Linked DNA regions of Mus musculus: region 1 is linked to region 2. The links are chromatin contacts, called in public ChIA-PET maps. All regions are on one chromosome and are shown on one strand. The core of a region is the stretch at or near the end of the contact, and the rest is flanking DNA. Distances in the headings are between cores, read along the strand shown.

Evidence for each region. ChIA-PET counts read pairs in DNA pulled down with a chosen protein or histone mark.
Region 1: a contact with region 2 is called in an RNA polymerase II ChIA-PET map of memory CD8 T cells, with 15 read pairs. The contact joins two enhancer-like sites. A contact is called at or near these places in 2 of 115 datasets of contacts at active chromatin or transcription factors (effector CD8 T cells and memory CD8 T cells).

Annotation. Positions count from the first base shown.
Region 1 is chr9:46,173,947-46,178,328 of GRCm38.p6, forward strand. Sik3 (SIK family kinase 3) reads left to right here. Exons shown (of 25, transcript NM_027498.3): 5 at 3,926-4,050. Among named protein-coding and RNA genes, the nearest start is that of Apoa1, 52 kb to the right of the region's middle. Within about 2 kb of position 1,630, at least 183 of the 459 cell types and tissues checked have an H3K27ac peak or open chromatin away from gene starts, as enhancers often do. A contact at or near this core is called in memory CD8 T cells, where this site is marked.
Region 2 is chr9:45,805,268-45,809,566 of GRCm38.p6, forward strand. All of the region lies in intron 4 of Cep164 (centrosomal protein 164), which reads right to left. Among named protein-coding and RNA genes, the nearest start is that of Cep164, 21 kb to the right of the region's middle. Within about 2 kb of position 2,239, at least 24 of the 459 cell types and tissues checked have an H3K27ac peak or open chromatin away from gene starts, as enhancers often do. A contact at or near this core is called in memory CD8 T cells, where this site is marked.

The sequences.
Region 1 (4,382 bases), core at 380-2,879, 370 kb after region 2:
GAGGGATGTGAGGTAAAGAGCCACTGGCAGGGAAGATGGCCACACAGTGCTAAGGAAACCTCGCTTTACAGTGATGCATTGTCAGGAAGGATGCTGGGCCTGCCCCTGCTAGGCTTGGAAACTTAAACTGCGTTTAAATCATCTTTCACAGCACCACCACAAGTGTCCCACTGCAGATTCTTGTTAGTGATGCCAGCGAGCCCTCCGCACTGAGCTGCCTGGGCTGACCTCAAACTTCGAGTCCTCCTGACTTAGCCTCACCTAGCCGGGGTTACAGGCTTGTGCCATCAAGTCTAGGGTCTGTTAGGATTTTTAACAACCTATCCTACTTGCTTATGAAGAGTTTGGACAATTTTGCTCACTGTGTGCAGACTGTGAGGTGTAATTGGACATTGAAAAGATTGGTGGTATATTCTTCTAGTCCTAGCACTCAGAAAGTCAAGGCAAGAGGATTCTGAGTTAGAGACCAGCCTGAACTACAAGATTTCCTTCAGCTTAGGCTGCCTGTGTGGCCATAGGGAGACTCTCCAGCAAGCCATCAATTGGTATGGCTTCCAGCTGATCCATGGGCATGGCTTCCAATGTGTTCTCCTTCAGAAGCAGCATCTGCTGTTTGTTTTTGAGACATGATCTGACTGTGAAGTCCTGGATGGCCTGGAACCCATAATGGAGACCAAGCTGACCTCAAATCCACAGATAACCAATCTTCCTCTGCCTCCAGAATGCTGGGATTAAAGGCATGAGTTACCATGCCGGTCCATAAGCACTATTTCTTACACACTCACTGTGCTCGAAGAAATGCTAAGTATCATGAAAGCCAGGAAAGAATAGTAGCCTTTTTTAAACATGAATGCTACTCTCCCACCCTCCCATCTCTTCGGCCCCTTTCATGTCCCCCCACTCCTTCTCAACTTATCTCCTCTTTGTACCGGTGTGTGTGTGTGTGTGTGTGTGTGTGTGTGAGAGAGAGAGAGAGAGAGAGAGAGAGAGAGAGAGAGAGTTACTTCTGACCACTTGGGATTGGATAACCCTTGGGGCCTCACCTCTGTCGAAGAGAAGACTGACTCTCCCTCTCTTGGTAGCTTTAATTACATGCAGCTCTTCATCTAGAGGTGGGGCCTTGTGAGATTCCCTCCATCCATGCATGATGGCGTGTCAGCTGTGTGTGTTGTCATTGGACAGGTCTCCTTCAGCAACTCTAATAAGTAGTTCTACAGAAACTACGGAGAAAGAATAGACTTCTCTAAGAGAGGTAGAGTGTTTTTAAAGCTGAAAGAATTACACACACAAGATAAAGAGTCACAGGGGAGTACAGAGAAAGGGGGAGGGGGATTGTCTTAGTCAGTACTCTATTTCTGTGAAGACACCATGACCACAGCACCTCTTATGAAGGAAAACATCTTGTTGGCTGGCTTCAGAGGTTTAGTCCATTAGCCTTAGGGCAGGAAGCATGGCAGAGCAGAGGCAGACATGCTGCTGGAGAAAGAGCTGAGAGTTTTACATCTTGATCCACAGGCAGCAGGAAGTTACAGTGACTTTGACTTCTGAGACCTCAAAGTCTCACCCCCTAGTAATGCACTTTCTCCAGCAAAACCACACCCATGCCAACGAGGCCACACCTCCTAATTGCATCACTCCCTATGGGCCTATGCAGGCAGTTTTTACTCAAACCACCACAGTGATCTAAGAGACTTCACAACAGGGTGTTTATTTCTGTTGACAAATGGCACTGTTTTGGCTGTATCAGACCCTGAACTAAACCCCTGGTGATCAGTAAGCTACTAGCTTCAGCAGCTTGGGTGAGAGAGGTTGGAGATAGAGGTTCTGGTAGGTGGCCATTGACGCAGCAGTGTGAGAAGGCACCAGTCAGTGTTCAGGAGCGACTGACACAGTAATTTAACTGGCTCATTTTTGTGAACCTTTCTATCGTATATCAAAGATTCTGTGAAAAGATGAGAACAAATAAACCTCTTTCCTCTCCACTCAGTAGTCAGTAGAAAGCTTGAACACATCATATAGCTAAGAACAATGTAAGGCAGAGTGGAGACTGGGATGTCAGAGAATAAACAAAAGGCTCTGACAACCAAAGGAAGCAACTGATATGGTATTTTCTGCTGGAAATCAGTTAAAGCTTCATACAGGAAGTAATATTTGACTGCACCTTGAAAACGGATGACATTTTAAAGGTGGGAGAGACAGGAACAGGCCTGGCACAGACAGGAAGTATATAAAGAAAGGCATATAAACACAGGATGTGGGCCCTCTAGTACTGAAGATTAGCCAGGGGTACTCAGGAGAGCTGGGTAGGGTGGGGCTGGCTGTGATGGAACTTAATGACAATGCTAAAATAGAGAGCTGCCTCTTTTTTTTTTTTTGAGCAAAGAGATAACAGGATCTGATTTTGTATGGCAGCCATTGAGCTCTGAGTGAATAGCTTAGGAGGTGTAAAAGGTAAGATTCTAAGCAAGAGGGGCTGGAGAGATGGCTTAGCAGTCCAGAACACTTGCTGCTTCATTGTGAGGACCAGAGTTCAAATCCCTGCACCTATGTGAGACAGCTCTCAAAGAGGCTGTAATGCCAAGAAATCCAGTTTCCTCCGCTGGCCTTTATGGGCACTCATACAAACTTGGGCATACACCCACATGTAAAAGTATTTTTTTATCCCCTGATGTAAATGTTGCTTCGGAGGCTATTGCCTCTGTCTGCTAACCTAGTCCTGGAAGCTTCTAGCCTCAGTACGACCTAATCTAGGCCTAGAGTGTTTTCAGCCCCTGAGACTTGCTGCTGAATAAGCTCACCCTTTCTAGTTCTTTCTGAGCTGTAGCGCAAACACTCTCCAAGCTGACTGATTCAATCTGGCTCCCCCGCCCCCTCCCTCCCTCTCCTGAGAGTTAGGCATATCCTGTTCTGTCAAATCATTCTCTGATTCATCACTGTGTCACTTTGCCACTCAATTTGACATCACTTTCCACATGGGCACTTCCTTCCACAAACTAAACTTAACCTTCATTGTTTGAGATTAAAGGTGTATACTAAGGGTGTGTCTGTGTCCATCCAGGTAGATTAAAGGTATGTGATGAGACTGAGCCACACCACAACTAGAAATAGGATTTTCCAGTAAATAACACAATCGCAGAGTTCACAGTGTGATCAGATATCCTGCAACACCCATACCCCCACACACATGATTTTTGTTTTAAGTTGACAGATGGAAACAACATGGGAACAAAGCCAGTGTATTTTCTTTTAAGATTTTATTTCTTTATTTTATATATATGATAAGTACACTGCAGCTGTCTTCCCACACACCTAAAGAGGGCATCAGATCCCATTACGGATGGTTGCGAGCCACCATGTAGTTGCTGGGAATTGAACTCAGGACCTCTGGAAGAGCAGTCAGTGCTCTTAACCTCTGAGCCATTTCTCCAGCCCCCAAAGCCAGTGTCTTTTGTAACAGAGCATGCAAAGATAGTCTTAACCAGCAGGTCCTCCGTGGGAGAATTCTCTGGCTAGTTAGAGAAATGCACAGGGCAGAAGGAGAAGGGCAAAAGAGTTGGAGAAGGGAAAGGGGCTCCAGGGAGGTAGGTATGTCGCCTTAAGATTGCTGCAGGGAATGGAAAAGGCAGGGAGAGTGCCAGGAGTTCAGGGCCAGCCAGGGAGGCTGGGGTGTCCTTGGGGTAGAGTCCATCAATTAAGAAGTTTTCCAGCATGGGTCTCCCCTCCTTCACCTTTCCTCTGTCCCTCCTCTCCCTTTTCCAGGTGCACATGAACAAGGCAGGTGACCCAGTCCCAGCGAGCTCAGATGGTTCACTGCCTACTTCCTAGATTTGCTCTTTCAGCCTGGTGACACAGCTCTGTGTTCCGCTAACCAGAGACCAGTGCCTGCTGGGATGCTGACATGAGTGTTGTTCCCTTGCTTCTCTAGACTTTGGCTTCAGCAACCTCTTCACTCCAGGGCAGCTGCTGAAGACGTGGTGTGGCAGCCCTCCCTATGCCGCCCCAGAGCTCTTCGAAGGGAAGGAATATGATGGGCCCAAAGTGGACATATGGGTGAGTATGTCCCGTCTTATCACCTGTCCCCTCTGCAGATGACAGCTGTCCTGTCATGTGGGAGTGCAGAGCACGTTCACCTGCACTTGCAACCCCAGTCTCCCCCAGCACCCAAGTCACATGAGCCTTGGCTTTCAACTACTCCCTTTGCACCTGCAGAGGACCCCTGTGAGGGCCTGAGCAGAAGATGGCTGTGGCAACAACAGAGATTACCTTTTCTTGAGAGGCTGGGTCTGAGAAATGTTTGGAATCTCACCCTAAATTCATGTCTGGAAGCAGAAATGTTACCTGCTCTGAAGACAATTGACTTTGACACTGACCCATATTATATC
Region 2 (4,299 bases), core at 989-3,488:
GAGGGAACAACTGGGTAAAGCCGCAGCTGGGCCACTGCAAAACAGCTAGGGAGTTCAGAGTGAGCCCAGCGGTCTCTGTCCAACTTGATTTCTGAATGAAGATCGGGGTGAATCTTTTCAGTGAAGGAATGACAAAGTAAGTCCCGCCATTTGGAAAATATCAGTGAGAAAGTGAAGTCAACACCTAAGACTGGGTCATGTGGTTTTCTGGGGACCCTGGGAGGCAAGGGGTAGATGCAGCTGCCTGGGTGGTGGCAGCAGACTGTGGGCTCAGTGCTTCCTGAGAACTGAGTGACCCCAAGAAGGGAGCGTGCAGAGCTGAAGGACTGTTCTCTAGAATCAGCTGCTGGGAAAAACTTCCCAACTCCCAGAAGGTGCCTGCATTCTGTACAAGGGCAAGGAGCAGTACCACCGTGCCCACCCACTGGCGCAATCCCTTCCAAGCACGTGAACCGCCGTGAACACGGTCACATCCAGGAAAGAGAATCAACCAATACCCTCAGCTCTCGCCTGCAGACAACGGAACAGAACAAGCTTGCAATCCAGGTTATCTGGTCTGGTGGCTGTTTGGGTAGTTAAGGGTTCCTCAGTTACTGAAGAGGGTACCATCAGGAAAGCGGGCCTGAGGGCTTCGGAACAACATCAGCTCCACCTGCCCCCTCCCCGCTGAACTGGGGGAGATAGGCAGACCTTAGGCCGTGCTACCTCAGAGGCCTACCTGGCTGAGAAGCTGCATCTTGCTCGGCTCTGCACCGAGCCCGGTGTCGGGACTGGGCTGGACCGGCCCCTGCCTGAGGCCGCTGGGCTGGCACTGTGCTTGCTGAGTGGCCTCCTGCCCGGCAGGGGCGGAGACCGCTCCCAGAGGATGTTCCAGCAGCTCTGGACCCCAGGCCAGTAACCCCGAGTCCCTCTCCGGAGCTCTGGTGGCCTTGTGGTCACCCTTATTAGACATCCTGGAAGGCTCGTTGGCCATGCTGCAGACCATGCCGGCGACATCTTTGCACGGCATTTCCTGCATGTTCTCGGGCAGCCCCAGGCCCTCCAGCTGCCTGGAGATCTTGACCATCTGTAGGATGTGCTGGTAGAATCTCTGGTCCTCGGAGTAGTCTTCACTCTCAGACTGCTCCTCCACAGAGCTGATGTGGGACAACTGGGGCACCAGGAAAGGGCAGAAGCGCACATCTCTAGGCCCCGGGCCTAACGGGCCCATCACAGGAACAGACCCCTGGGGGTTCTGCAGGTCCCAGGGAAAGTTGTTTATCTCACCAAGGACCTGTGAGCCTAGAGGTGAGGCCAGACTGCTGCCCCCTCCGCTACTGTTATCCGAGTCAGTCCCGGGTGTGCTAGGCTTCCCATCTTCATTGAGAGGCTCCAGAGACCCAGGTGGATGCTGCCTGTCTTCATTGGCAGGGTCGCCTAAAGGGGGCTTTGGAACTGGTTCCGATGCCAGGGTCTCCGGTGGCATCGGCGAGGGTCCCTGTGGTGAATCTTCGGCTGAGGCCTCTGCATCCTTGGGAGCAGCAGGCTCTGTTTCCTTACATCTCTCTGGGGTGTCCTTGTTGATAAGCTTGGAGACCTGTCCCATCCATAGGCCTGGAGACTCTCTCCTCCACCTCTCCCTGCCCACGTCCCCACCTTCCCCAGGAACTCCCTGCCAGCTCAAGTCTTCTGCTGGGCCGCTCTCTAGTAAAAACAGCTTGTTCCTCCTGGCAGGCAGCGCATGGTCGGATGAACCAAGGGACAGGGAGGGCTCCTCCTCAGAGGGTGGCAAAGGAGCGGTGTTCTGACCTTTGTCCCCGCCGGGGCCAGTGCAGTTCATGGTGGCTATGCTGTGGTTAGGCTGCTCCCCTTTGAGCTGCAGACCTTTGGGAGCCTCAGAAAGCTTAGAGTGAACAGGGGGCTGGCTCCTGCTTTCTGACACATCCTGCCCGCTGTGGAGTGGATCCGGGCTCTGAGCACCCCCGGCGCCAAGTCTCTGCTGTCTGGCCCTCAATTCCATCTTTTCTATTTCAGGGTCTGAAAACCCCAGGTAGATTTTCTCTGTGGCCTTCGGGGCTGACTCCAGACCCTGCAGGTCTCCTAACTCGGTCTTGCATTGGATCGAAGGCCTGCCTAAGATTTTCTCCACATCAGCAAAGACCTGGTGGGTTCGAGAAGCTTGGCCTTTGGAGAGCGGCTGCAGCTTAGCAGGAAGGGCACCCGTGAGAGGCCACGGTGTGTCGCCCAGCGTGCACAGGCTCCTCCCTTTCTTAAAGGCCTCATTTCTAGCCTGCACCTGTTGGTCTGGGTCCAGATCAGCAAGCCCAGGTGCCGAGAGAGGGGACAGGCCACGGAGAAAGGAGGAAGAAGGCAGAAGTCCCTGCTCAGGCTGTGGTTCCTACATGGGTATATAAACATGCAGAGAAAACTAAGCCTGATCCTTCTGATGTTTTCTTGCTGCCCCGAGACCCCACAGCAGGAAACCACCCTCCTTAAGGTAAAACAGAAATCGGGAAGGGAGAGGAAAGGCCAAAACTCCCTTAGGCTAAATGGAAGGCTACAGTATGACAGGGAAAAGAACCAACCACGGCCCCAGGGATCCCAGAGTAGACCCATTTGTTTCTGGGTGGCCGCCACAGAGCAGCCACCTGAAGATGTCACCCGACAAAGCCTAGAAACCACAGGCCTGTGATTGATCCCCAAGCTTCCTCTAGCCTTCAGGTTCGTGATTGGCTGCTTTTATAAACGCCGTATCAAGGACTCCAGAAATGTCCTCTGAAGAAGAGAAGAGAGGAAGCTGGGGAAACTCAGTCAAGTGCCTTCTACCACGGGCACAAGTTGACACTGCTTAAAGACGTCCAGTCACAGAACCTTGGGGCTACAAGAAAGCCTTCAGGCAATCAACAACACCCTCGGCAAATACACTGACTAGCCAGCTGGGAGCACACATTTCCAGAGGGCCTGACCACTGGGCAAACACAAGCTTGAGGTACCTGACCTGGGCCCTAAAAATCCCACTGAGGACCTGGCCCAGCTGCCCTCTTTCCTGGCACTACAACAAGGAGCTCCTGGGACTCACATCTGTCATCCAAGCTCACCTTGAGTCAGCTTGGAGCCTGCCAGATGCCAAAATATCATTTAGGATTATCCTGGATTAAAGAAAAACCTACCACTGCCTTCTCCTTTTCGAATACACGAGAGTATTGGAAACTCCAAGATTCTATTTGGGAAGTTTCCTGTCTTCGCCTTTCTGTGGGATCGGGTGTCTCACCCCGTTTCTCAGACAGTGGGTACACAGAGCTGGGGGCAGCAAAGGGATGCAGAGCAGCGATGGAGCACAAACGTGATGGAGTGAAAGACTTAACAACTGCTCAAGGCCAGAAGTGATGCCTTAGGGAAGAAGAAAGTGGGGCTGAGAATGGGGCTCACCGCTAGAACACCTGCCTAGCGCGTGTGTGGTCCTATGGATCCTCAACATGGGAATGGACACACACACACACACACACACATACACACGCTCCAGGTGGGACACAAAATTGACAGAACCAAAAACCAGACCACTGAGTGTTAAGAGAGTCTCCCCAGTGCTCCCCACCCTGAGCGTTAAGAGAGTCTCCCCAGTGCTCCCCACCCTGAGCTGCTTCCTCAGGCTGCCAGCCCTAAGCCTGCATGGAGGGAACAAAGTTTATATCCTCAACCATGGGGCCTCAGTTACAAGGCTCTCCCTCAGCTTCTCCAGAAGTAAGGGTGACAAGTTCCATCTACCACAATCAGACATGCTGAGGGACAGACAAGAAATGGACAGAGCCCTCAGAACTCAGTAAAAAAGCTACTGGAGACCAAGTGAGGATGAAGTCTCTAATTGCTGCTGTCTTCCTCCTCTTCCTCCCCCTCCTCTCTCCGCTCTTTCTCTCCCCCCTCCTCCAAGGACATAGGCCACAGAGACCTCAGATGATGTCAACTAAGCCAATGGCACATAGGCATCAAAGACAGGCTGCCCTCAAACACGTGATCTTCCAGCTTCCGCCTTCCAAGTTCTAGGATTGCAAGCATGCACCACGAATCCCAGCTTTTCCTTTTAAAACTTGAAGGCACTGGTGTTCTGACAGTTTTAAGATAATGGCAAATAATGAGTCTACAGCCAACTCAACGGTTCCTGTCTCTGTTCCCCACTCTCCCACAGTGACAAATGCCACCACTTCTCCAATCAAATGAAAGACATGCTCCTTGCCCCATTGAGCTCACACTCTCTCTAATCCTGTAACTCGAGCTTCTGGGGAGAAAGAAGGAATTACTGACAGAAGTAACAACTACCAGAGG